Linked DNA regions of Mus musculus: all the other regions are linked to region 2. Evidence: chromatin contacts called from public HiCAR-type and promoter capture Hi-C data. All regions are on one chromosome and are shown on one strand. Each heading gives the region's core, a stretch centred on a gene start, on an enhancer-like site or on the middle of the called end of the contact. The rest is flanking DNA. Distances are from core to core; before and after follow the strand shown. Region 1 holds the start of Med26 (mediator complex subunit 26). Region 2 holds the start of Tom1 (target of myb1 trafficking protein). Region 3 holds the start of Prmt9 (protein arginine methyltransferase 9). Region 4 holds the start of Slc35e1 (solute carrier family 35, member E1). Region 5 holds the start of Cherp (calcium homeostasis endoplasmic reticulum protein). Region 6 holds the start of Arhgap10 (Rho GTPase activating protein 10). Region 7 holds the start of Smim7 (small integral membrane protein 7).

The links. Promoter capture Hi-C pulls out the DNA fragments that hold promoters and counts their contacts. HiCAR-type assays count read pairs that join an accessible place to other places.
Region 1: a contact with region 2 is called in a HiCAR-type map of astrocytes, with 7 times the contacts expected there. The contact joins the promoter of Med26 here to the promoter of Tom1 in region 2. A contact is called at or near these places in 4 of 39 promoter capture datasets (cranial neural crest, hippocampal neurons, liver and 1 more) and 4 of 115 datasets of contacts at active chromatin or transcription factors (acute myeloid leukemia, astrocytes, embryonic forebrain and 1 more).
Region 3: a contact with region 2 is called in a HiCAR-type map of astrocytes, with 7 times the contacts expected there. The contact joins the promoter of Prmt9 here to the promoter of Tom1 in region 2. A contact is called at or near these places in 5 of 39 promoter capture datasets (embryonic stem cells, hippocampal neurons, liver and 1 more) and 1 of 115 datasets of contacts at active chromatin or transcription factors (astrocytes).
Region 4: a HiCAR-type map of astrocytes shows a contact between it and region 2, with 8 times the contacts expected there. The contact joins the promoter of Slc35e1 here to the promoter of Tom1 in region 2. A contact is called at or near these places in 10 of 39 promoter capture datasets (the 3T3-L1 cell line, cranial neural crest, embryonic stem cells and 5 more), 4 of 115 datasets of contacts at active chromatin or transcription factors (astrocytes, craniofacial prominence, large pre-B cells and 1 more) and 2 of 9 other capture datasets (adipose tissue and embryonic stem cells).
Region 5: a contact with region 2 is called in a promoter capture Hi-C map of liver, with 5 times the contacts expected there. The contact joins the promoter of Cherp here to the promoter of Tom1 in region 2. A contact is called at or near these places in 9 of 39 promoter capture datasets (the 3T3-L1 cell line, cranial neural crest, frontonasal cranial neural crest and 5 more) and 1 of 115 datasets of contacts at active chromatin or transcription factors (embryonic stem cells).
Region 6: a promoter capture Hi-C map of liver shows a contact between it and region 2, with 6 times the contacts expected there. The contact joins the promoter of Arhgap10 here to the promoter of Tom1 in region 2. A contact is called at or near these places in 2 of 39 promoter capture datasets (hippocampal neurons and liver) and 1 of 115 datasets of contacts at active chromatin or transcription factors (astrocytes).
Region 7: a promoter capture Hi-C map of liver shows a contact between it and region 2, with 14 times the contacts expected there. The contact joins the promoter of Smim7 here to the promoter of Tom1 in region 2. A contact is called at or near these places in 6 of 39 promoter capture datasets (the 3T3-L1 cell line, embryonic stem cells, hippocampal neurons and 3 more), 1 of 484 Hi-C or Micro-C datasets (muscle stem cells), 7 of 115 datasets of contacts at active chromatin or transcription factors (astrocytes, embryonic limb bud, embryonic stem cells and 3 more) and 1 of 9 other capture datasets (embryonic stem cells).

What each region holds. Positions count from the first base shown.
Region 1 is chr8:72,546,619-72,550,278 of GRCm38.p6, forward strand. Med26 (mediator complex subunit 26) reads right to left here and starts at 1,692. Exons shown (of 3, transcript NM_027485.4): 1 at 1,277-1,692. The coding sequence starts at 1,348.
Region 2 is chr8:75,031,625-75,035,412 of GRCm38.p6, forward strand. Tom1 (target of myb1 trafficking protein) reads left to right here and starts at 2,062. Exons shown (of 15, transcript NM_011622.3): 1 at 2,062-2,203. The coding sequence starts at 2,152. It overlaps Hmgxb4 (HMG box domain containing 4), which reads left to right. Exons shown (of 11, transcript NM_178017.2): 11 at 1-354.
Region 3 is chr8:77,546,922-77,550,757 of GRCm38.p6, forward strand. It overlaps Prmt9 (protein arginine methyltransferase 9), which reads left to right and starts at 2,476. Exons shown (of 12, transcript NM_001081240.3): 1 at 2,476-2,815. The coding sequence starts at 2,627.
Region 4 is chr8:72,489,799-72,493,892 of GRCm38.p6, forward strand. It overlaps Slc35e1 (solute carrier family 35, member E1), which reads right to left and starts at 2,816. Exons shown (of 6, transcript NM_177766.3): 1 at 2,368-2,816; 2 at 2,044-2,114. The coding sequence starts at 2,788.
Region 5 is chr8:72,472,670-72,476,497 of GRCm38.p6, forward strand. It overlaps Cherp (calcium homeostasis endoplasmic reticulum protein), which reads right to left and starts at 2,564. Exons shown (of 18, transcript NM_138585.3): 1 at 2,389-2,564; 2 at 1,943-2,116. The coding sequence starts at 2,413.
Region 6 is chr8:77,516,465-77,520,012 of GRCm38.p6, forward strand. Arhgap10 (Rho GTPase activating protein 10) reads right to left here and starts at 1,443. Exons shown (of 23, transcript NM_030113.2): 1 at 1,166-1,443. The coding sequence starts at 1,319. 0610038B21Rik (RIKEN cDNA 0610038B21 gene) reads left to right here and starts at 592. Exons shown (of 1, transcript NR_028125.1): 1 at 592-2,114.
Region 7 is chr8:72,569,313-72,572,817 of GRCm38.p6, forward strand. Smim7 (small integral membrane protein 7) reads right to left here and starts at 1,736. Exons shown (of 5, transcript NM_172396.3): 1 at 1,692-1,736; 2 at 1,562-1,603; 3 at 654-706. The coding sequence starts at 1,717. Tmem38a (transmembrane protein 38A) reads left to right here and starts at 2,511. Exons shown (of 6, transcript NM_144534.2): 1 at 2,511-2,915. The coding sequence starts at 2,792.

The DNA.
Region 1 (3,660 bases), core at 442-2,941, 2.5 Mb before region 2:
TTAAAGACCAAGAAGAAAATAATTTTGGATCCAGCAAGCAGATCTCATAGAAACTAGAGCACCTCTATTTCTACCAAGACCACACAAACAATGTGAATTATTCTGAACACACCACAATACAGTGTACATTGTACATTGCTAAGAGTAACTGGTCAAGCATAGTCAAGGGAACTCAAAAGACTCAAACCTCGGTTACCTGTCCAAGCCCAAGATGATTTTTCTTCCATCCCGAGCATATTAAAAAGTGATCTCAAAGGCCACTTCCTGGTCTCCCAGCAAACACCTCATATCTGAATGCCTGTGCATCTTCCCATGGCCCTGCTCCTAACAGCAACAAGGATACCCGCCCCCTACACTGCCAACAAACCTTTGGGAAAAATACAAGAACAGGTGAAATTAGTCTATGCTCACACAGGAAGAAAAAGATGTCCCTCTGCTCACAGGACTCTTAGCAGAGGAAAGTGTGACATAAAGTAACCCCTTACAATTAAATCTTGACAGGCTAGGGCCCAAAGCACCTCAGGAGGGGCAAGAGAGAGATGGAAAGAGGACCGGAAGGTAGGAATAAGAGAACAATCAACTATGACGGGCAGTAACTCAGTACCAAAATCCCATGCTTTAGCTTCTGGTCAGATGCGCAATGGAGCATTTAGGCCAAGAAAGATGACAGGAAGGATCCCACTCTCTGCAGGGTCGTCTTTTCTAGAAAGACCCCAGGAAAGGTTTGTCCACTATCAGAAAAAAGAGGAGACTCTCCAGGCATCACAGGTAGACAGACTGGGGGCAGAACGGGCCTAGGGTTCCCTCCTAGCCAAGAAGGAGGTTCAGCCAGGAGACCGAAGGGGAGTAAAGGCCAAGACTCCGGAGACGCGGGCTACTCTAGTCATCGCGGAGACACTAGTTGCTTCCCACCTTGCCCCCGGCAGGGAGACCTTCCCGGGGGGTTCTCAGTTCCCAGGGTTGAGGTGAGGCAAGGAGGCACGGTGGGGACCACCAAGGGCGGTCGGGCTGGGACAACGGAGAAGAACTAGCTCTGATCAAAGCTCCAAACGCTCCCTCAGTCCAGGCCGCGTGAAGCCTCGGCCTCAGGTACCCTCAGCTGCCGGGCAATCCGCCTTGCCTGCGGTCCCCGGACCCAGGAGAAAGAGAGACCGAGATGGCAGTGGCTGTGGCGGGCAGATCACCGCCTGGAGAGAGCCCCTAGCCGGGGGCGCGTCGGAGGGGGAGGGTCTCGACACATGCGGCCTCGGTCCCCGATCGCGAGGCAGTCACTTACGTTGCTCTGGGAGTCGATGGCCTGTAGCAGCCGGTCCCTCATCTGCTGCGGAGACGCCGGAGCCGCTGTCATTGCCTGGGCGAAGCGGGGGGGAGCGGCCGGGCCGGCGGGCGGGCAGGCTGAGGAGGGGGAACGCGGGTCAGTCACTCGCCGGCCTCCGGGAACGGAGCCGCATGTTCCCCGCGGCGCCGGAGGAGGTCAAGGCGCTCGGGGAGATGGCGAGGACGGAGGGAAGCGGAGGGGACCGGAGCTCAGGCCCCGGACCACCGCCGCCACCGCCGAGCGAGGAGGAGGAGCCGACGGAGGAGCCTCCGCCACCACCGCCGCCGCCGCCTCGAGAACCAAACTCCAGTGAGCTGCCCCCCGCGCTGAGCACTCTGGGTAACCCGCGCCGCACGCAGCGTCGGCGCCACGCTGAGGAGGTTGGGAGATGGGGCGGGTGGAGACGCCGGGTTTGGGAGGGTCCGGCTCGTGAGCCCCTCCTATTGATTGTGCGCACGCGCGCGCAGGCGCAATTAGCAGGTCCTGCCGCCTGGTTCCGAGGTCCGACACAGAGGGCCGTTGGGAGGCAGTTGGGCGTGGCAACGGACGCTATCTGAAGGCCACGCCCACTCGGGACTGGAGGGATGGGCTTCCTAACGGAAGCGCACCCTTCAAGTCCTGGAACACCGACTCTATCTTCTGACTGCTTTGGGGTTGCGGAATGGAAAGACCCTCCCCCGGATGAGGGCCTCCTGCGTTTAGAAACCAGAGGATTGGAGCGGCCATAGGTAATCTGAGGAAGGCAGCGGTTCCCTGCGTTTAGACTCGTGCCTCGAGGAGCTCGGAGGAGCTCCGCACAGCCTTCTCCGCTGCAGAGGCCCCAGGCGCGGGTCTGCAGGGCAGTGCGTGTCCCCATGTGACCCGCGTGCTGCGGGGACCTAAGGTCACGTCTGGGAGCTGCCACCTCTGCAGAGGACGCAAGTCTGCAAGGCCTGCGCGACGCTGACACCTCGGGTCTGCATCCGTGCGGGGCTGGAACTCAAGAGGAAGCACCGCTTTTGTCGCCTTCCTAGAGGCGGGGGGGGGGCGGGGGGGGCTGGAGGTGGCCAGCCTGTGTCTGAACAGCAGGATGCGGAACCGTCGCCCAGCATCTTCCCCTTGGCGTTCCGAGGGGACGGAGCGACCCCGCCTTTGCATCTCAGGTGATGGAAAACAGGAACGCCTCACGGGGGAGGAAGGGAAGCACCAAGGTCACCTGGAGTTTTAAGTCAAACCAAGAAACGAAGGAAGTCAAGTATAAAGGCTGCGGTCCTCCGTCCTTCGGTGACCCCTACAACTGGACAGATGGAGGGCGGGCTCCGAGTTTAGTGCACTATACGAAAGTGGCCTCGGGAGAAATAACTTCGTGTAGTGTTGTAACCTTAAAAATCCAGACATGAAACGGAAGGGAAACAGGTAATGAAAACCACATGTACTTCTGAGAGCTGCTCAACACCTGTTAATTTTAAATTTGTCATACTTCGGGGGGGGGGTACTGGGGGAGGTGAGGAACCAGGCATTTAATTCCAACGCTTGGGAGGCAGGAGGCTCACTGGAGTTCCAGGCCAGCTTGGTCTGCACAGTGAGTTCCAGATTAGCAAGGACTACGTAAGTAAGACCCTGCCCTTTTCTCCCACCCACCCAGAAAATAAATTTATCATGGCTGGTTTCTTGATTCTGCACATGACAGAAGGCTTTGCATTACACCAATAGAATGAACACGAACAAATACTTCTCAAATACACTCTCTTCCTGGCATGTGTTTGGAGCTCAGGTTCCAAGTTGGAAAGCAGCCCATTTTGAAGATACACTTAATCTCACCAGATAAGCAAAATAAACAAGGTCCTCCATCAACATTGGCTCTTAGTTTGGTGTTTTTTGGCAGAGTTTATGAAGCCTGAGCTGGTCTCAAACATTTTATTCCTTCCAGTGTCTCCTGGTGCATTACATTTATGCCAATCTTCTGTCTTTTATTATTATCTAATAGTTGATTTTTATTTTTCTCCCCTTATACAGGCTCTCACTACAAAGCCCTGGCTGGCCTGGATCTCACTATGCAATTCTGACTAGTTTGAAACTCACTGTGGAGACCAGGCTAGCCTCAAACTCACAGATATCCGCCTGAGTTCTGCTGCCCAAGAGCTGGAATTAAGTGCATCATCCTACCCTGCAGACCTGCTATCTTGTTTATTCAGTGGTATAGTATGCCTTTTTTTTTTTTTTCAAAACAAGCTATAAATTAAGCAGGCAATTAGTTTTGCATGGATCAAGTCATGAAAACATCTTGGACAGCATTCAATGTACCTGCTGACCTTGCTATTTTAGATTCCTCCCCAGGTTTTGAGACCACATGTAGCCTAGGC
Region 2 (3,788 bases), core at 812-3,311:
AGGCCAGGGAAGACATGTGTGGTAGAGGAAGCAGCCAGTCCTCCATTGCCCTTGCTACAGACAGTAGTGAACTCCTAAGGAGAACCGGCTTTTTCGGGTTTGTTTTCCTCTGAAGCCTAGCCCTGTTGTATTTGTATTAAAGATTTGTACACATTTGTATAATAATCTGTACCTTGTGGTATTTGGTACTATTAGAGGAAAAATTTTGGATTCAGGCCTTCTTGCTGTTTTTATATCATTGTTTTATTTTGTTTTTTTAAATAAATCCTAGTGGTTTGATCCAAATCCTATTACAGTTGTATAAAGAAACAATATTTTGTACTTATATTAAAGATCTCATTTTTAATATTTATAGTCCAGTCTTAGCTGTCTTTTCCCTAATTGGGCTAATCGTAGTCGGTATAACTCTACTCTACCCTGACATTTCTCTATAAGGGAGTGGGGGCTGAAGAGATGGTTCACTGGTGAAGAATATTTCCTGCCCTTGATAAGGACCCAAGTTAGATCCCAACACTCATCCAATTGAATGTAACTCCAGTTTCAGAGGATCAGTCACCCTCTGTAGCCTCCTTAGGCACCAGCACACAAGTGCATATACCCACACAGAGGTACACACACACACACAAACACAAAATTTAAAAATTTTAAAACCAAATCCTGAAATAAAGGTCAAGTTACCATGTTCCTATCTATCCTGGGCCATGCAGCCCTTGGGTCTCAGGTTGAACACACCTTATATGTAAAGGCTCTCAAATATCATTTGCATGTATTATAAAAGGAGAGAATATGATAGTTGTGGCATAGCAAATGAAACCATTTAAAATATTGCTATTGGCCTAAATCAAAAAGTATCCATCAATCTTTTGTCAGAGTTGCATGAAAATTCTATGCCAAAAAACAGACAGTTCATATCCCAGGAGCTTTCCAGAGTCTTGTCTATTTTAAATAAAAAAAAAATGTGATGTCACCTCCTTGTCTCTGAGTCAACAGCCACATGGCCTGAAGTGAATATGTGCTAATACTGTGAACATTGAAATATGGAAATTTGACCTTTCATGGTTAAGGAAAAAGTTAATGGAAAAACAAAATGTTAAAAGTCATAAGTAGCAAAAAAAAAATAATAATAATAATAAGGCTGCATGCTATGATGCACATACTTCTCCAATTCCAACACCCCAGGGATCTGAGTTTGAGGCCAGACAAGGGATATTGTCAAAAAAAAAGGGGGGGTGGGGGGGACTGCAGCACCGGGTTTCAGTGTGGCAAAGTCCTAGGTATGAGCCCTGCCAAAATGGAGGAGGAAGTGTGATGGCCCACAGTACTTGTTTAATCTCAGATTAAATGTGGTGAGAGAATCGATTCCTCCACGTTTTCTTCTGACCTCTCTGTATGCACCATGGAACACACACATATAGAGTTAAAAAAAAATTTAAAAGTTTAAAACATAATGCCTTACAAAGATACAGCAAGGAGGAAGCAACCATTACGGAATGCCTTATGAGTGATTTTCATGTCACCTCAATACTCTGAAAGCATTACATTATGGATATTTACAGCTGAGGGGAACAGATAAGGAAAAAGCACTTTTCCGGTTTGCCAGGTGAGAGCCAAGGCAGATGAGGTGGCTTATGAGGTGAAAGCATTTGCCACAGGACAGGCAGTTCATTCTCTGTCTCAAGAGAGCAAAAACCCAGGCCCTTGCCTCCTCTGGCTCTTGGAGCGGGGAGACATCAAATGGAAATTTCGAGTCCGACTTGGGCAAGGAGGCTGTCATCCTCAGGGCTTGGTCCCCAGGACTAAAGGCTAAGACACTAATACTAATACCTGTCTGAGTATGCGTAACCTGACCCAGGTCTTTCCCTGGCCAGAGACCCAGTTTCAGGATGTCAAGACTTCCAGGCTCCACAGTGGCGCGCACTGAAGCTTCAGGGGCGTGGCTTAGAAGCCGGCCCTCCCAGGCCCCGCCCTGGTGTGGCGTCAGCCACGGCCCAGGGGCAGCCTAGTAGGGGGCGGGGCCTCGTGGCTGCGCTCCAGAGCCCCCGCCTGCCGGCACCACCCCGCGGGCTGGCCAACGGGTCACGTGGCGGGTCGGCGGCGCCGGCGGTTGCTGTCACCTGATTCTGGGAGCTGGTGGCAGCGGTAGCCGCGGCAATGGACTTTCTCCTGGGAAATCCGTTCAGCTCTCCGGTGGGACAACGGATCGGTGAGTCCCCGGAGCCGCGCGCAGTCCCGCCCCTGTGTGCCGCTCTGGCCTTGGCCCTGGGACCTGTCGGAGTCCGCAGTCTGGCAGACAGGAGGGAGGCTAGGCGGTGAGGCTGGCGCGGCGCTCTGGGCTCCGCCCACCCTATGACCCACCTGATTGACAAGAACACGGGCCAATCGGAAGTCTTATATGGGGATTGATGCTTGATGTAGCCAATAGGCAGTGGAAGGAGGCGGTCCTGGGCGGATGTGGTTCAGCCAATGTGTGCGTGCTGGGGTCCGAGTAGAGGGAGAAAGTTTGGGTTAAAGGGACTGCTGTGATGAGAAGGCGTTGGGCCGCGCCACCACCGGGCGCGCGCAGACTAAGAGCCCCTCCCGGGCTGGCGGCGTCTTGATCATTCGCCGCGTCACCGACTCTTCACATTCCGAGACGCCGGGGTGTCTAGGTTCGGCCGCGCCTCTGTCCCCATGGTCGGGAGTCTCGGGTTTATGTGACGTCGCCCCCGTGATGGTCCTCGCCCATAGTTAAAGGGTCATGGCCCAGCCTTCCTGGACTTGTTTGATCATTAAATGCATTAATAAGATAGCACTGAGGATGTTTCCTGGCACATGGCTAACGCCTGTCATTGTCAACGTGTTACCACCTACTGGGGCTGGAGCCCATGGGAAGGTGCCGGCTCCCAGCACCTACTCTCGGGCAAAGGCCAGGCGGCGACGTTTCCCCAGGAATGGGTGGTCTGGGCGTGACATCCATACCCCCTTACCTGAAGGGTCCCGACGGCATTGTGAAATTGGGAAGGCCGAATCTGAAAGCTAAGGCTTCCCCTGAAACTGTTAACCCAGCTCTGTGTTGTAACCAACACTGCAGCTGTTAGTAGCTCTTTTGAGGTTCTCATCAGTTCTCTGCAAGGGAGCTCTGATGCCTGAAGCCCAGGTGCTTCACCATAAATCGTTGTTTGAGACCTGGAAAGAGAAGGCAGTCTTCTTCGCAGATTTCCTATGTAAAACAGGCAAATTAGTCTGGCCTTCAAAGCCAGCCTCAAAGTCCTGAGACTTTTTGGATAAAGTCTTTTGGGTTCAGTCTTTTAAACTGCCTGTCAGTTCAAAGCTCAGCATCTCTCCTGCCCTGAAAGTTGCCTGCCTTGGGCAAGAAATACTTCTGATTAAGAGTACTGCTACATCAGTACCTCAGAACACTGACTAAATCTCACTGCTGGACCCTTTCTGCCTTGGGGTTCATGTCAGACCTATCCAAGACTCAGATGGGCAGGTGTAGGGTTCCCAGTTCTCTTTGCAACTGGCTGGGAAACCACACGTTTTGAAATTTCCCACCAGAAGCAGTGGTTCACATCTGTAATCCTATACCCAGGAGACTAAGACAGGAGGATTGACACAAAGTCCCAGGCTAGCTGATTCTGAAATTAGTTGCAGGGTAACATAAGCTGCAGAGTAAGACCCAAAACCAAGTGAATTGAGACAAGATGGCAAAGCTGTAAAAGAGCCAGGTATGGTGGCACATGCCTATAATCCCAGCATTCAGGAAGCTGACACAGGATGATTTTGAACTCAAGTCCAGCCTGGGCTAC
Region 3 (3,836 bases), core at 1,226-3,725, 2.5 Mb after region 2:
AACCACATGTGGCTCACAACCATCCATAATGAGATCTGACTCCCTCTTCTGGAGTGTCTGAAGAAAGCTACAGTGTACTTACATATAATAAATAAACATATATATATATTTTTTTAAAAAAATCAGAACAGAACATAGGAAACTTTGCCCTGTGGAAGAAGAAAGCCTTTCCGTAGGATAAGATAGTTTGCAAAATAAAGCAATTCAGCTGAAGCAGAAATTCACATGGTGATAGAATGACTAATCTAGTTGCTGTGGACAATAGGCAATTTATGGGAAGAGGGGTTGTCTTAGTGAGGGTTTCACTGCTGTGAACAGATGCCATGACCAAGGCAACTCTTATAAGGACAGAATTTAATTGGGGCTGGCTCACAGGTTCAGCGGTTCAGTCCAGGCAGGCATAGTATAGGAAGAGCTAAAAGTTCTACATCTTGTTCCCAGGGCAAACAGGAGAAGACTGACTTCCAGGGAACTAGGATGAGGATCTTAAAGCCCACACCCACAATAACACTCTTCAACAAGGCCACACCCACTCCAACGAAACCACACCTCTTAATAGTGCCATCCCTGGGCTAAGCCTATTCAAACCATCACCAGAGGTTATTTCTGAGTACGGTTTTAGGGAACACAATCCTTTATAGTAAGAAGGCAGGGGTTGCAAGAACCAGAGATAGCTGATCTCATCGAACTGCCAAGCAGAAGAAAGAGAGTTGGATAAGCCTACTAAACCCCAAGGCTGGACTCCAGTGATCCAATTTCTCCCCGGAAACTCTACTATCTTCCCAAATAGCACCACCAGTTCGGGACCAAGTGTTCAAACAAACACCACTCTCTCTCTCTTAGTTTCTTTTCCTGTTGCTGTGATAAAAGACTCCGACAAAAGCAATTTAAGGGAGAAAGAGATTGTAGGGAAGCCAGAGCAGCAGTCGCTGGTCAAATCATTGTCACAGTCAGGAAGCAGAGGGTGCTGGGTATACACTGTTGCTGGGTTTTCTTTCTCCACTAATACAGTCCAGGATGGCAGCCAGGGAAAGGTGTTTACCCACAGTAGGTAAGTTTTTCTACCCCAATTAAAGCAATCAAGATAATCACCCACAGCTATGACCAAAGGTTGGACTCTGGGTGAGTCTAGATTCTGTAACATTGCAAACCAAAGTCTCTGTCAAGGACTGGGCTGTGTCTCTCTACCCAGCCTCAGTCTATCACCTCTAAATTATACAGGATGCAAATAACATTATACATCTTTGGTTAAATGTTTACGGGAGTAATAACATTTTTTAAGGTTTAGATAATTTCTAAATGTTTCTAGATAATGCCAATTAATTACATTAACTATGTATATATAAGTAAAATGCTTTTCTAGATTATTACATTGTATAGTTAGAGCACCCTTATGAATTAAGCCAGGAAGAGAGCTTTATTAGGTCTGTCTGAATGTCTCAAGGGAGGGATGCTAGACTGGAACGAGAAAACCCTTCCCACAAGCCAATTAGTCTTTATGTTCTACTCAGTTCCATTAGGTATAGAGGCCTGCCTCTGTATTTCCATCTCACTAAATACTGTATAGTTAAATCCTACATTGCTTAATACACAAAGCATCAAACAAGGACGATATGAATAGCTAGGAAAATACATAGGCAAAATTAAAGAGCAGGAGAAACACTTTTCATCAAGTGCAAGATATATTAAAATTGTCGTTCTGTACATATTCAAATAATTGTGATTAGTTCCTGTCTTCGAAGACCTTTCTTAGGTACATAGGTATCTGCTTACAAGAGTGGATCAGACAATAAGATACTAGAGAAAGCAAAAAGACACATAAAGGATGGACTTGGGAGAACTGGAGAATTTTAGCTTAATATCCAAAATGGTGTATCCTCCATTTCACATTGTTAACCACTGTATGCACCGCTAATCTCTTCAAAATGGGAACAAAAAATAGCTTTCGCTATAATTTCTATACATTGCTTTAAAAGTTTGGATTTATATCTTAGAGGCCACACTTGACATCAGTCTTCTTTGTTAATGTGCATGTCATCAGGAAATTCAGACTCGGCCGTACCCATCCCACTGTTCAACCTTGAAGCAGTTCTCCGTGATGGCCTTTTCCTTTTTTTTTTAGAGTGTGATCCCAAGTTCCACCTCACTGAGTTTTGTGAGAATACTTAATACTAGGAGAGTACACAGTGATTAATTTAAGGAGCTTTTATTTCGTTTTGCAGTAGTGAGTCTGGTGCGATGAGATTCAGAAGGCCTGGAGCTTCGCACAAGCAGGACTAGAGCAGGGTTTGGAATTCGCAGCCGCACTCTCCAGGAGGCAGAGAGAGGGTGGAAACCTTTGGTTGCAGTCTGCCAAAAAACCCCATTCCAGAAAATGACTTTACAGCCTAGTACTCCAAGACCATAGTGGGCCGCGGGGCGCTCCCTGGTGTGACGTCATCACAGCGCTTCGCCGCAGGATGCGCGCGCAGCCCTGTCCGCCGCTGGGAAGGCGGGGCTTCCTGCTGTGTGCACCCAGTGCCTCTGTGCGTCCAGTTGCTGCGACCGGCCCAGGGAAGCGCGCCGTGGAGACTCTTTTCCCGGACGAGGCCATCCTCCTTCGTGGGCTTCCGAGCGAGACTTATCCATGCCGAACTCGAGGCCCAGGCCCCGCCGGGGCGCCGGGGGTGGCGCAGGTGCGGCCGGCCGGGACCGGCTGGTGGCACGGTCCTTGCAGAGTGCTGAGCACTGTCTAGGTGACCAGGACTTCGGCACTGCTTATGCCCATTACCTTCTGGTGCTCAGCCTGGCGCCAGAGCTAAAAGACGACGTGAAGGTGAGGCCTTATTTTTTTCAGTGGCTAGCAAATCCTGTGATCTGAGCAGGAACAACAGGGTATGGTGTGTGTGTGTGTGTGTGTGTGTGTGTGTAACAGAGACGAGAGACAGGGAGAGACAGAGACACCGAGACATACAGAGACAGAGACGGACTCTCCAAGCATCGAATTACTATAGCCTACAGCCCATCTCAATACAGCCAGGTTTTAGTAACAAAAGTCAAAAGTTGTCACACATCTGTTTCAAAATTTCTGCCTCACTTAAGATTCCAAAGGCCTTTTAAATGGGATAGGACTGGGTAGTTCTTTTTCCCCTCCAGTATCTAATTTAAATTAGCCCTGCCTTGTAGGCGTTGCATTATCTTGTGTAGAAAGAATGCTGTGTATCCTGAGGTTGGATAAAGTGTTCAGTCATAAGGAACTTTTAATATTTGTTGATTCGTCTTACTTGCATCAGTTAACCGGTTGAACTACTGTATTTTTTTTTTTTAATGTTAGAATCTCAATTTCAAAAAGTAACTTAATTGCATATACAGTTTTAAGCTGTGGACAGTCTTGCTTTGTTTAGTCCAGAGTTTCTCAACCTGACACTGGTGACATTTTGCACCAGACAGTCCTGTGTCTTCCTTCCTGTTTCACAGCACGGTTTGTCCTCTGCCCACTAGATGTCAGTAGCATTAGGCTTTTGTAGTCCAAAGAAATTTCAGGACCTGTTGGTTTACTTGGAAATATGCTAGTATGTTGGGTCGTTTGTTCCTCTGTGTAGAAAGTAGTAGAATAGTGTGTGTTCCTCTGTGTAGACAGTAGTAGAATAGTGTGTGTTCCTCTATGCAGACAGCAGTAGAATAGTGTGTGTTCCTCTGTGTAGACAGCAGTAGAATAGTGTGTGTTCCTCTGTGTAGACAGCAGTAGAATAGTGTGTGTTCCTCTATGCAGACAGCAGTAGAATAGTGTGTGTTCCTCTATGCAGACAGCAGTAGAATAGTGTGTGTTCCTCTGTGTAGACAGCAGTAGAATAGTG
Region 4 (4,094 bases), core at 1,566-4,065, 2.5 Mb before region 2:
GCTGAAAGATAAAGGCACTTACCACTAAGTCTAACAACCAGAGCTTGATGCCCAGGACCCACATGGTAAGAGAGCTATCCTCTAACCACCACACACAAAGACACAGACAGACAGACAGGCAGATAGACACGTTCACAGGAAAATAGATAAATAAATGGAAAAAAGGCTGATGCTAGCCTGAGTTATTTCAAATCCTGTATCAAACAAACAAACAAACAAACACCAAACAAACGAAACCTAACAAGGCAAAAATCCAAGAGGATTTCCAGTCTTAGGTCAGCCTGGGCTACACAGTGACATTTTGTATCAAAAACCCAATCGGAAGACCAGTTAGTTGACTCAGCAGCTGGAAAGTCCTCAAAGATTGACTGAGTTTAATCTCCAGGACTCTTTGGTGGAAAGAGAGAACCAACTTTGCAAGTTGTCCTCTGACCTCCGTGTGTAGTCACATACCCATAAAACAATAAATATAGAAACAAACAAAGCAGCATTCAGGAGCAAAAGGGCAGTGGCCACTGGGACTTGAATTCCTGGCCCTGCACTCCTGGCCATAGCCCGCTTTCTTTGTCCTACATCTTCCCCTGAGAACAAGGATTCCCAGACTGACCCATCTGCTTTGCAGGGCAAGTCGCCCAAGAGGGCTGATCTCCAGATCCTGCACTTGTGAGGCCCTGAGCTAGGTACAATATCCCCAGTGACCAGGAAAACTGATAAACACAAGGTGTGCTATCAGGTGACACACCTGGGTGCCTCCCCAGCAACTCTGACCCCCCAGGAGGCTAGTCCTACCTGGTATCATCCTGGCAGGGACTGCAGAGTGCCGACAAGGCTCACCAGGATAAAGTTGGGTCTGAGAACAAAACTCAGCCAGAGGTGGTCCAGTTTCTGCATTGATCCATGTGCATCAATTATAGGGCACAGGAAAGTGAGCACTTGTACAAGGTTCGATGGTTTCCAGCCGAACAGTGGCATCCCTACTGCACACGACACAGTGAGCTTGTTCTTTAGTCCCAGGCCAGAAAACACCTGGCTTGGCACCTTCCCTGGGCAGCTCTGAGCTCTGGGTGCTATATATGATCCATGTCCAGATAATCACAACCCAAGGTTCCTTGGTTCAAAATGGGGGTTGAACCCCAGGCCTTTGGGTTCTTAGCAAGGGCTCCACACTGAGCTACAACCATATTTTCTTTTGCCCCTTCTTTCTTCCAATTAATTAATTAATTAATTAATTAATTTTGAGACAGGGTCTCTCTACAGAGTCCTGGAACTTACCATGTAGACCAGGCTGACCTCCAACTCAGAAATCCTCCTGCCTCTGCCTCCAGAGTGCTGTGTTAAAGGTGTGTGTCTAGAACTCCTTATTCTCCTGCCTCTGCCTCTCAAGTGCTGGGAAGACAGACCCATGGCACCATGCCAGGCTTTGTAAAGTTTTAGTTTCTACAAACTGGCTAGATTCTGCCACGGTCAAACTCCTTTGGCCTACTCACATCAGATCCAGACAACCCCTACCAACCATTCTGTCTAGTGACAGAAAAACTAGGACATGATAGTTTGTAAGTTCGTCAGGACCAGGCCTGACAACTTGAATCTGATCCCAGGTATCCACAAGGTGAAAACTGTCCTCTGACTTCCATACACGTGGCAATGCACAACACACACACATAAATAAACATTAGAAAATAAAATAAGAGAAGGAAAACTTGTCCCAACTTAATTTGTTGGTGACTTGCTAAAATGGAACCAAAGACATCACCTACCACCAATCCCAGAGTCGGAATCATAACAGAAAAGAACAGTGGACGCCAGAGGGATGTGGCGCTCAGGGACAACAAGCAAGAGATTATGTGGTGATATCGCCCCATTCACACACACATCTGCTGTCTGAAAGGTGAGTGCGGGATGCTAGGTGCTAGCCACAGGACAAGGCTGACACCTTGACTTCCTTATTTGACAGGAAGCAGGAGGATGCCACGGTCCAACCACGTCATCAACCTGGTCAGCTACTGGGAATCCCGCCTAGCCCAGGGCTTCTGCCAGAGTTACCTTGGTGCTCTGTTTCTCCTTCATGATGATCCGGGACAGGAGGACCACCCAGATGGGCATGGTGGCCTTGACTGCAAGAGAGGAAAAGGCACTCAGTGGGCAGTCCTGGCAACCTGCACACCCGACCCTGAACCTTCCTTCTGTAAGGCTTCCTCTCGATCCCAATAGCTGGAGTCAATTCTGCTAGGCGCTCGGTAAACTCCTCAGACCTTTTCCAACGTGAGAATCCGACGCACCTTGGCGGCGTCTCAGTCAGACGGCCCGCGCACTCGTACCCACACTTCGAAGCCCCAGACAGCGCGCAAAGCCCGCCTCAGCACTTACCGGTGTGCGCGTAGGAGACCGGCACCTTCCAGATGCTGACGTGCGCCGACACCGACGCGAAGTACTTGCCAAAGGCAAGCGGCAGTACGTAACGCGGATAGAAGCGCGGCGGCAGCAGCGGGCCGGACGCCGGATGCGGGCCGGGTCCGGGGCCCGACACGGGTGGCGCGGGCGGCACGCGCCAGGCGCGCAGCAGCGGCGGCAGCCCCGCGCACAGCGCTAGGATGTGGCACAGCGACACGGTGACCGGGAACGGGAAGGCGCTCAAAATCACCTTGTTGACCACGTTACCGCCCGCGCTCAGCGCGTACCATAGTAGACACAGCACCGCCACCCGCGCACCCTCGCGCGCCCCGCCGCCGCCACCCGCGCCCGGGACCCCTGCGCCCGCGCCGGGACCCGCGGTTGCCGCCGCCGCCATCCTGCCCGAGCGGCCGCCCCTTCCCGCCGGACGACCGCCGGACGCGGGCAGGGGGCGGGACAGCCCTGGAGGGCGCGCCGGCAGACGCCGCTCACCATTGGCCCCTGGCCCTTGCGTCATCGCCGCTCGCCATTGGCCACCGCCCCATACGTCATCGTCGCGCGTCCGCCGACGCGCCCGTACACGTCGTCGGCGAGGGCCCTACCCTCACTTAAACGCTTTCCGGGAGGGGGCGGGGCTAAGCCCGGAAGGCGGGCCGTAGGGCCCGCGGGTGGGTTAAGCGCGTTACGTTCTCTCCGGTGACTGGCAGGACTCCGTGGGAGGTGCCGGGCGACGCGGGCCCGCCCACTTGAGGCTGTGGAAGCCGCGTGCCTGGGGCGTAGACAGGGCTTAGATCTTTTAGAAGAAAAGAAACCGATTGCGGTAAATCCTCTGGACTACGCCGGGTCCTCGGAAGCTGTGCGGTAGGTGTCAATTTCCCCTCACAGACCAACCGAGAGAAATCCAGGGTTAAGTGTCTCCTGCGACAGTGTCTTAAGAGCTCAGCTGACCGGTACGATGCTGGGCAAAACCACGAAGGCAGGACTAGACTTACAAAACTCGATTCCCAAGATCGTGTGCTTTTAAGTGAGGGAGAATAGTTGTTCGCGCTCCTTAAAATGTGTTCATTTATGGAGGCGGGCACGAGCGTGTGTATACACATATTGAGGTCAGACGAGTTGAGTCTTTTGTCTCTTTTCTACCATGTGCATCCAGGAAAAGAAACTAACTCTGGCAGCAAGCGTTTATTTGCTGAGCCATCTCGCCAACCTCAATATTCTCCTTTACAGCGTCTCCTTGAATGCCAGGGTGTCTTTCTACCTCACCTATGTTTTGGTTTGCTTTTCTCTGTGTAACAGATTCCTGGCTGTCATGGACTCGATTTGTAGATTAGGCTAGCTTCGAACTCAGAGATTTGCCTGCCTCCGCCTCCTGAGCACCATGCGTAGCTACTCACCCGTTCTTCAAGGTAGACTGTGTTGTACCCTGGGGTTTGCTGGATACTCATCACACATGTGGCAGTCCTTGTGGATCTGAGTAGAAAATGGCCTGGTCCCTCCCAAAGCAGGAGTTTAAGAATATGGTGATAGGACGCTGGGCTTTGTACCCTAAGGCCTTTGTCACAAACTAAATACAAGAGGAATTAGGATCTTTGGACAGAGCAGTGTCAGATGGCCCCACTGATGTGTTTTGGTTGCTTTTATTTCATATTGGATTTGGCCCTGGCAACTCTGGAAGCTTTTTCATTTCACAACAGGTACATGTA
Region 5 (3,828 bases), core at 1,314-3,813, 2.6 Mb before region 2:
ATGTACCACCACACCCAGCTGACTAGTGCTTTACCACAATTCTTACAAAATGTCATTCTAGAACAGTCCTGGGTTTAGTTGACCTGAAGCCCTTTCTGAGCCTTGTTACTTCTAAGCAATGCTCATAGCTCCTCAGCAAAGCAGGTCCTCTCTACTGCGTATCTCCCTTGTGTCTAAACCCAATCTCTCTTGACTTCCACCACCCACCACCCTCAGCCTGCCTTGTCCCTGTCATGTCCAATATATTCATTCTACTGTGCTATGGCTGGCAGAATGTCCTCTTGTCTCCCAATCCCTAATGTGCCAAAGCTTACATGTATTCTCCATTTCCAGGTATGTTTTTTTTTTTCATTTTTTATTAGGTATTTAGCTCATTTACATTTCCAATGCTATACCAAAAGTCCCCCATACCCACCCACCCCCAGGTATGGTTTTAAGTTGAAAGCCTAAACAAGTGACTGTACAGGGGTGGGCACAGGCTTCCTGTATAGGGATATATAATAAGGCACGGTCTAAACTCCTTTCACTTACCATCCCTTACCCATCCTCAATGGCTCTACCTTCGACCTCTCCCACTTCCATGTTCATGATCACCACCTTTCCTAATTCCAGTCTGTCCACTAGAACACACTGCTGGAATCTGTTTCAACCGCCATCAGCTTTAGGATGGCTATGAACTTGGTGCTCTGGGGCTAAGGAATGACCTCTCTAAACACGCATGAGGACACAGACACTCTGATGGTGATGTCAACCTCTACCACAACTGAATAGGAACCAAAACCTTATGATCAATAGACTCTAGTCCTACCCCTCCTTGGCATATGAAAAACCCCTCAGTTCACATGTGTGATGTCTCCTCTCTGAATACATACCTTCTTCAAGTCCCTGTGCTCCATGGGCTCAAGTCTGCCTGCCCTACAAGCTTTCTATCAACCACCTACAATACATTGCTGGAGTATAACCAAGTATGTTTGGCATCAAAGAGGACTGTAGCTCAGCCACTATCACTCTGACTACTCATTGGCTTTGCAAGTCCAGACACTTATTTCCACAGTTTATTCAGAGACTAGAGAGCTACCCTAGATATGACAGATGTGAGTTCTGCTCTCAGAAACCATAAAATCTGCTGTTACTATTCAAAGCTTGGGTATGCTGAAAAGCTGATGCAGGAAGGCTGCTTTGAACTGGAAGCTAGGCTGGATAACATACTGCCAGGCCAACCTGGGATATGGTGTGAGGCCCTTAAAGACCAGCTGTGCTTCTTCACTCATTTTCCTTTTTCTTTTGTTTTTTTTTTTTTTTTTTTTTAGGCAGTCTATGTAGTCTTGCCTGTACTGGAACTTGTACAATCAGTTGGCCACAAACTCACAGAGATCGACCTGCCTTTGCCTTCTAAGTGTTGAGATTAAAGCGGTGGTCCCATCATCCCTGGCTCTAAACTTTTTATTATTTCTATTATTTTTAATCATATTTTTCTTGATGTTTAAATCTAGTTTACAAAACTAGCTCTAGAACAGTCAGGACTACACAGAGAAACCCTATCTCGAAAGCAAAAAAAAAAAAAAAAAAAAAAGGAAAAGAAAAACGTTGCAAAAACTAAAGGGAAAGCTTTTTGATCTATGCACCTGAAATGCAGAAAGCTATGGTCTCAGCCTGCAGAAAGGCTGCACAGTTTGCACAGTTCCCACCTTCCTGCAGATCCGCAATTGCCTCTGCAAAGACCACCCAGGGACCACTCCCGACCCAAAAGCCTGGATAGAGAATATATGATAGTCTCTCCTTATGACACACAGATCCAGCAGTCTATCTTGGTACAGGGCTCCGGGTAGGACAGAAGAACGGCTGCTCTGCTCTGCAGAGGAAACTTGCAACTCTAAAGAAATTGGCTGCGGCGGGGCCCGCATTGAACCCCGAGGCGGCTGAGGGCCTGAGGGGAACTCACGCTGTTGCTGCTCCAGTGCCAGCTTGCACTTGTAGTAACTGTAGAACTCGCCTCCAAACAGAAACGAGAACTTAGGGTTGTCCTTCTGCTTCTCCATCGTCATTTTCTCGAACTCGGGTCCGTTGCGAGCCACAAACTGAGCGAGCTTATCGATGACATTTCGAAGCTCCTGATCTGCAAAACAGAGGAAAAGGCGTCAGTGGGGGCAGCCTGACCCGGGGACCAGGCCGGGGTCCTCTGGGGCGGGCCACTGCAAGGCGGTGGTGTACGGGTCCTGACTAGGGCCAAGCGCGCGCCAGGAATGCGGGGAACCACGGAGAGGCCGAGGGAGGAGCGGCGAGGCCGCAGCGCGCTCCGTCACTGGCCCGGCAACGCGAGGAGGCACGGCTGGCCGGCGGGGGCACACGAGAAGAACCCAACGACCTCAGCTCAGGGACCGGCCTCACCATCTGGCGGCATCGGCATCTCCATGGCTGCAGCCACTGGCAACGTCCTCCGCCGCCTCACGATCGCTTACCAGCACCGGCCACAGAAGCCGGCCGGAAGTGGCGCGAAGGGCGACGTTTACGACGGCCTCGCGGGCCGCTTCGCGCGCCATTTACGGCTGTCGCTGGGAAACACCGGAAGTGAAGACCGGAGGAGGGCGGGAAGGGACTGCGTGAGGACTCCAGAGAAGGATGGCCTAGTGAGACGCATGCGCGTGAGCCTCTTTGCGCATGCGGCGGCCCGGCCGCTGTTCCCCGACGCGCTGGAGCGTGAGAAGCTGCGCCGGCGGTACTCTGGGTTTCTGCTGCGTTCTTGCGAACGCGTGCACTCCCAGGCCTCTGCGTCTTTCACATCCTTTTACGCCATCCAGAAGGCGGGATCGGCAGGTGATGGTTTTGGCGAATCACACCTCACTCGGCTCCTGTTCCGATATGCTCCTTCTGGGTAAGAATTTTGAGCATTGGGGCTCCACAACATCACATCAGACCGACGTGGAGCAAAGACATCTCTTCTGAAGCGACTATAGACGTTCTATGGAAGGAGAAGCGGAAGCTGCGTCAACACCCCATCCCTTCTGTTTATTTATATTATTACTTACTCCTGGTTTTTGAATATTAGGTCTCATAGAGCCCAAGCTGATCTCTAACTCCCCACACAGCCTTAGATAATCTTGCACTCCCGATCCTCCTCTTAGCTCTTAAGTACTGAGATGACAGGCGTGTGCCACCACCACACCAGGGTTACAGGATACTGGGGATGGAAGACAGGACTGGCTGCATGTTAGGCAATCACTGAGATATACCATCGACCTTTAGAAAGAAAAAAAGATTTATATTTTGCCGGGCATGGTAGCGCACGCCTTTAGTCTCAACACTTGGGAGGCAGTGGCAGACAGATCTCAAGTTCAAAACCAATTTGGTCTACAAAGAGTTTCAGGATAGCCAGGACTATACAGAGAAACCCTGTCTCGAAAACAAAGGTTTAATTATGTGTCAGGTGGGTTTGTGTACGTGACTTCAGGGCCTAAAGAAGCTGGAAGCAGGCACAGGATCTACAGCACTGGCATGATTTACTTTCTGAGTTTGTGCTGGCCACTAAGCCCTTAGTGATCCTTTGAGCCTGTTATGCCAGGGTCTCCGACTTTTCCTAATTGGATATTCTTACTGCTGGAAGCACCACACCACGATTATATGAGGAGGAAGGAGGAAGTTGAGCCTAGCAGGTATCCTGATCCCTATGCCCTTCCTGTAACTCCTGTCTTGCCTGCTGTGAAGCCCCTTTATAATGTCCTACTCTTGGAGCTGCAGAGATAGCTCAATGGTGATGTGCTTGTCATGGGAGCAGGACCACCTGAGTTCAGGTCCAAGAATTCAGTGTAAAAACCAGACAACAGCAGCACA
Region 6 (3,548 bases), core at 193-2,692, 2.5 Mb after region 2:
TGATTGGGTGGATGAGAATGTACACTCAGTACGTTTTAATCTTCCTGGACACAAAACGGTGGGGTGAAAATGTACCTGGGGTGTTTTTTCCAGGGGTGCTGTCTACAAACAAATGGAATAAACGCCCAGAGATGGAGAGTATTGAGCCAGGGAACCTAACCAACCCAAGAGGATAGGTAGAGCACCTATGCTTGGCTCCTGCACTATCAGGCCTTTTAAGGAGGGAAAGGGGTGTTCGCAATAACTCAAGGAATGAATTCAGGGTTCCAGGGTGGCCTGGATGCCAGCACCTGGTCCTGGAGAACGCCCATTTATAGAACATTACAACCGTTTCTGCACAAATTTCAACCAGCCTCTACTCCTAAGACTCACTACAGCTTCGATACACCTCTCTTTCTGTTGTCTTCAGAGGTGGCTTGAGGGTGTGTTAGCTTGCTTGTTTGAATACAGATGGAACTGAGGTGGCCAGCTTCGAGCATGAAGAGTAGAATTTCCTACTCACAGGCACTTCTCGCAGGCCAGAACCTGGAGCAGTCTGCCCACTGACCCTTTCAACCCCTAATCTTTGAACCCGCCTCAGCACAAGACAGAGGAATGTGCAGAAGGCAGCACAAAGCCAGGTAGACTTTCTGGTTTAGCTCACGAGGGACGTAGGTCGGTGCTGTCGCGCAAGGCAGAAAGGGGATACATAAGAGGTGTAACTTAAAGGACTTTTGACGATATCAACTACAGGCAGAGTCCCAAAGCATTTCCAAAAAAAATTACTTGGAAATGTTAGGAGACAAAACTATCAAACTGATTGATGTCTCTATTTTGCGGGAGACTGGAAGCAGCGTTAGGGCGCAGTAAAACCTGACTCCGGAGCAGAGCCTCCATTCGCTCCGGCCGGCGCCAAAGCGTGCTCAGCTGGGCCAGGCGGGAGCCCCGGGGCAGCTCCCACGCACAGCTCCTCGCTCCCGCGCCACCGAGGGCCAGGATCGGGGAAAGGAACGCGCCCGAACCTCCTGGGAGAGGAATGCCCTGGAGCTTATCTTATCCCCTAAGGAATCGCCTATTCCTCCAGCCCGGTCTTAGGAGCACTGAGCCATCCCACTTGGCCGGGGAAGACGATCCTCCCGCCTTCCTCGCCACGCCGCAGCCCGAACGCGAACAGGACCCCGCTTACTTTTGGTGGCAGAGATGAGGTTCTTGCCGTCTTTGATGAGCTCTTTGATGAACTTGTTGGTCCTCTCGAGCTCCGCTTCGTGCGCGCGGATCCTCTCCCGGAACCACGGGCTGTCGAGGTAGCAGTCGCTAAACTCCAGGGGCTGCAGCCCCATGACTGCGGCGGTGCGCGCGGGCGCAGGCCGAGCTGGGCTCCCAGGCGGCGGCAGCGAGCGGCTAGCAGGGCTGAGCGCGCGGCGAGCGCAGCACGGTCATGTCCAGCCCAGCCCAGCGACCCTGGAGAGTACGCGGCGCAGCTCCCCAATCCCGGCAGCCCCCGGCAGCAGCAGAGGCCGCCGCCCGGCCCCGCCCCGCCTCGGGCGCGCCCGCCCCGCCCCGCCCCCGCCCGCACGCCCCTGCTCTCCCGCCCGGGCGCCTTCGGCTCTCCTCCTCCCTGCCCTTCCCCGAACGCCTCTTCCTTCTCTTCCCCACGCGCAGTCGCCCCTCCTCTTCCTTCCGAGGCAGCGGCGATGGAGAACGTAGTCTGTGCCCTCCACCCCCGGACGCCTGCACCTCCCCGATCTCGGCTCACAAGGTCCAGGTGACTCAGGCTGGTCCCCGAAGTGGACGCCTGACCGAACGGGATGGTGGGTTTGTAATAGCAGGCCTCGGTCCCCGAGATCAGACGACTTAAAAGTCGGGGCGGGTGGAAATGATTGACTCATTTTATCTGTGTACCGAAGGAAGGGTGCTTCGCTGTGCAAGGGCTCGCACGCCGGGTGCTCTCTCTCCTTGTCTAATCAGCTGCCTTCGCGGGAATGCTTAACGTCTCCAACTCAGCGTGGACTCTACAGATTCTAGAACATTTTTCTTCGTGTCCATACTGAATGGCTTAGGACAAGGGAGCGTGTGGCTAAACCGCGTTGACCCTGCTTGTGTTCTATTCTGGAGATTAAATTTACACGGGTAGGAGAGGCGATCTGCTAAAAATAGCCCGCCGAAAGTAAATGCCAGACTTTTTGTGGTTTTTCACCATGGGAGGCTGCGTGGACAAGTGTGAATTCGTGTCAGTGCGCCCACAAAACTCCTTTCCTATTCCATGCGTTCTAAAGCAGAACTCAATACCTTCCTCAAATGTATACAGCAAATCTTACACTGGAGACACTTTATCAACTAGCAATTTTTAAGCAATTAACATGTGCCAGGTGCACACATGGCATACATTTTTCACAAACTCACAACACATGTTTACATGTAAAGGTTTAATGATGGTAATAGTACCAGGAAACTTCAAAGTGATTCTTTAAAAACGTTCCGACTGAGTGCAGTAATTAAGAGTTTGTTTGGCCCGTGAGCTGTAGGAGGAGTCTTAACCCTCTGGGAAGCATCTAAATATGCCTACTCTATAAACTCTGTTAAATAACAGCACCATTTGAGTGCCACAGATGAGGCCACTTTAATGTCCATCCTCAGACTTCAAAAGACTTTTACCAATAACTCCTAGGCAGTTTGAAAGGTTCATTTCCTACTAAAATCAGCAAGGAGTCTACCGAGGAAAGAAAGAGGCAAGGGGGAGGGAAAAACTGGAGACTGAATTAGGGCCTGGCAAAAGAGCGAAACACACTCCAGGCTCTGCAGAAACAAAACCCTAAACCCAGGCAGGAATATGGTCTGAGGCTGCAGTAATCCTCGATCCCATAAGCTGAGGCAAGAGGATAGAGAGTTTAAGGCCAACCTGGACTACCTGGTATGAGGCCAGGCAGGGCTACATAGCAAGATCCTGTCTCACAAACAAAGCTGGGGGTGGGGGTGGGAGTGGGGGAGTATTGGCTTGAATAAGAATGATTCCCACACAGGATTGGGCTTCTCTGTTTGAATGTTAGGTCCCTAGTGTGGAACTGTTGGGTGGGGGGGAGGGAGGGGTAGGTGGCATGGCTTTACTGGAAAAGGTTTGCCTGCAGGTTGGCTTTCAGGTTTTAAAAGCCCAAACTGTCTTTCTCTGCCTCATTCTTGTGAATTAAGATGTAAGCTCTCATCTACTGCTCTAGCACCATGCCTTGCTTGCCTGCCACCATGCTAAACGCCATGATGGGCATAGACTAACCCTCTGAAACTGTAAATAAGCCCCCAAGTAGATGTTCTTTTATAAATCACCTTGGTCAGTGTGTCACAGGACTGTAACTAAGTCAACAAGCTAGATTACTCAATGAATAATGTCTGTCTCCAAGCCAACCCACATTGTAGAAAGAGACACCACTCCCAAAAGTTGTGCTCTGGCCTTTATCCACACCTGTGCTTATATGTGCTCTCTCTCTCTCTCTTTCTCTCTCTCTCTCTCTCTCTCACACACACACACACACACACACATACACATGCACACACAAACACACACACACACAAAATAA
Region 7 (3,505 bases), core at 486-2,985, 2.5 Mb before region 2:
TTTAAGTCAGAGGACAAACTATCAATTCTCTCCTACGATGTAAAACCTGGGGAATTGAACCCAGTCAGTCTTGGTGGCAACTGCCTTTGCCTGATGGGCCTTTTAGCAGCTTCTGTAAATTGGATTTTGAGACCAGGTCTCACTCTGGGGCTGAGGCTGGCTCAAAACTCTAATCATATCCACACTTGTCATGGAAAGGACCTCTGCCATGTCACATCAACCCACGCTGGCGGCGGCAGCAGCGGCAGCGGCAGCAGCGGCAGCAGCAGCAGCAGCGGCAGCGGCAGCAGCACCTTCCTGACACCCACTTTCACTATCCCTCCAGAACACCCTCTGAATCGCCCTGGGCTGAGTCCCACAGGGCAGGATCACTTTCTTTACCCACACCCCGACAGAGCAGTCAGCTAAGTGGCTGGCAATATGGTACGCACTCAATAAAGCTGATGAACAGAGCATGGTGGAGTACTCTTGTCATTCAAACACCTAGGAGGCAGAGGCAGAGGCAGAGGGAGCAGGCATTCAAGGCTAGTCATGGCCCTCTAATACCACATCTCAACAATAAAAAGGAAAAAGAGAGGAAAGCGCAGGTTGGTGAGAGAGAACAGGCACCCTGGAATCGACTTAAAGTGTTGAAGGTAGAAAGACATGCTTACCTGTGCTGGGTTCCTTCGATTCTTCCCCAAAGCCTTGTGTGTCCTTCTTTTTCCTATAAAGAACAGCAGATAACTCCAGCTTTCCGTGAAACATAAACACCATCGGATTTCCTGACCCTGACACTCAGCTAGGAAGGGCATGAACTTCAGCTCTGCCCCCGACTTGCAGTGTGACCTGGGGCAGTGATACAACCCTCTGTGAGACACTCTCAACCAGCCTAGTCCATCACAGCTGGGTGTGCAGCCACAGACAGGATAGAGTGGGTCCAAGAGCCAGAAAGGCATTCTTGAGGGATAAGCCTGAGCATGAGGCTCTTTGGAGATGCAAGCAATCCCAGGGTGCAGATTTTTTTTTGTTTGTTTAATATTAATCTGCAAGTAAGAATGAGTGTGCCGGGCCGGGCGTGGTGGCGCACGCCTTTAATCCCAGCACTTGGGAGGCAGAGGCAGGCGGATTTCTGAGTTCGAGGCCAACCTGGTCTACAGAGTGAGTTCCAGGATAGCCAGGGCTACACAGAGAAACCCTGTCTCGAAAAACCAAAAAAAAAAAAAAAAAAAAAAAAAAGAATGAGTGTGCCATCCCGCAGCAGTTGTGTGGAGATCAAAAGGACAATCAACAGGATTTCTACCATGGGGGATCCGGGAATCGGACTCAAGTAGTCAGGCTTGGCAGCAAGCGCCTCTGCCCGCTGAGCCGTTCCCTGGTCTAGAGAGTACAGATTTAAAGATCCTGGAGTGATACAGAACTGTCAGAGCCTGGTGAAGCAGCGCGGAGGCGTGGCTAGAGGTAGGATTAGTGGGGCGTGGAGCATGCACAGGGCGGGACTGGCGGTGACCAAGGGTGTGGGCGGGGACTGGCTGTGGGAGGGCCTGGCTGTCTGGGACACCGCCTGTCGCGGCCTACTCACAGTTTAAAGTTGAGCACAGCCCCGGCGTTCATCAGTAGCGTCCTGCGGAGGGACAGTAACGGTCAGTAAGGGTCACCCCCACCCCTCTGACTGCCACTCTCCGACCTCTAACACCCCTCATTCATATTACCCGAACAGCAGTATGTCTCCGATCATCCTTACACCCAAGGCGTCCGTCAAACCGGAAACGGAAGCCGTGATGAGGGGCGGAAAGTGGAACGAGAACTGACCAATTCTGAATCAGCATTGGTTGGGTTCGACTGAGGATGTAGCATGATGTCACCTACAGGGCGGAGCTTGGGGTGCGCGCGCGCATGCTCAGTGTTACGTGCCACAGCTGGTCCCTGCTGTTGATGCCGCTCGGGGGTTGGTTGGGCTATGGATTCCGGGCTACAGAAATTGCGCCCTTGACCCTTGAGCCGCCCGTGAACGGCTTGGATATGGATATGGGCGCGGCAGATGCCTGAACTCCAAAAGGACTCCACTTGGGTCCCCACGGAGAACTGCGATCCCGGCTCAGAGTGCATAGAGTCAGGATGACCTCCTGCCTGAGTTGTACCTCCCACGGACCTCCCAGGTCTGACTCGAGTAACCCCACGGAGAATGAGAGTCCTGACCGGACAGACTTACAGAACATAAGGCCTGGATTAAGGTCTACAGAGGATGGATCTTAACTTGTGGGGCCTCCTGAAGCGGGAGGGTCCTAACTTAGTGGATCCAGTCTGGGCTGGGGTCCACAAAGAGGAGGGTTCTGACTTGTGGAGCCTTTTAGAGAGACAAAACCAAACAGAACGTGAGGGTTTGGTTGAGGTCCCCTTGTGGGAGGCGGGGTTCTGACTTTGGATCCTCAGGAATGAAACATGATATTCTTGGCTGAGATCTTCCGAGGGCGCGGGTTTTGAGGGAAATAGGGGTCCTGAATTGGTTAGTCCCATGGAAAAGGGACAGGATTCTAACTACGCAGATGTTTAAGGACAAGATTCCCTCTTGTGTGTGCTGGATGCAGGGGACAGATCGCCTTTTTGGCTCTGTTGAACGAGTTCTGACGTCCCTACGGCCCCGCATTTTGGGCTCCCGGCTGCTAGGAGTCCCCCACCACCCCTCCTCTCCCGAGGGGTGGGGGCAGGCGGGGGGCGGTGCCTGGCAGTGGGGCGGGCTCAGTGGCGAGGGAGCATTCGTCGGGCAGCGGGGCGCGGGACGCACGGGGCCGGGGAGGCGCCCTCCATCGCCATGGACCTGATGTCAGCGCTGAGCCTGGGCGAGCTAGCGCTCAGCTTCTCGCGGGTGCCGCTCTTCCCTGTTTTCGACCTCAGCTACTTCATCGTCTCCATCATCTACCTGAAGTATGAGCCAGGTGAGTCGAGGATTGTAGGAGTTACCAGGAGGGAGGTTGCCCCTAGCTTGATGATGGAGACGAAAGGAGGAGACAGGCTAGATCCTGGAGCTGGATGGGGGAGGAGGCAGAGGCTGAGATCGTGGAGTGCTCCCACGCTCGCGCAGGTGGAGGAGCGAACCCTGGGGACAGAGGCGCTGTGGAAAGGAGGCTGCAAATGAGGTGGGAGGGAAGAAAAGGAGCGCTCTTGTTTACGGTTAGGAGGACAGGTGCTGCGGGGTTGGGGTTGAGGGCGGGGGCAACGAAAAGGCCAGAGTCAGGTTAGAGCAAGGATTCCTGAACTTAATCTTGGGCAAGGGGGATTGATGGTGGCGAAGGTTCCAAATCAAGGATCGGACCTGCCTGGGCGAGGGTCAGATGTTCTGGACGTCAGCTGCCATGACCTCCCTTAACGCCCTTGAATTGACTGCCTGGTGACTATATAAGGACTGGCCATGCTGGGTGCTGCGATCAGGTTCGGGGGAAAGTGACACCCATGTCCCCTCTGTACTGCATCTTTTGGCATCTTCTTCCCTCCCTTCTCACATGCCAGCTGGGCCAGCTCGGGCCTG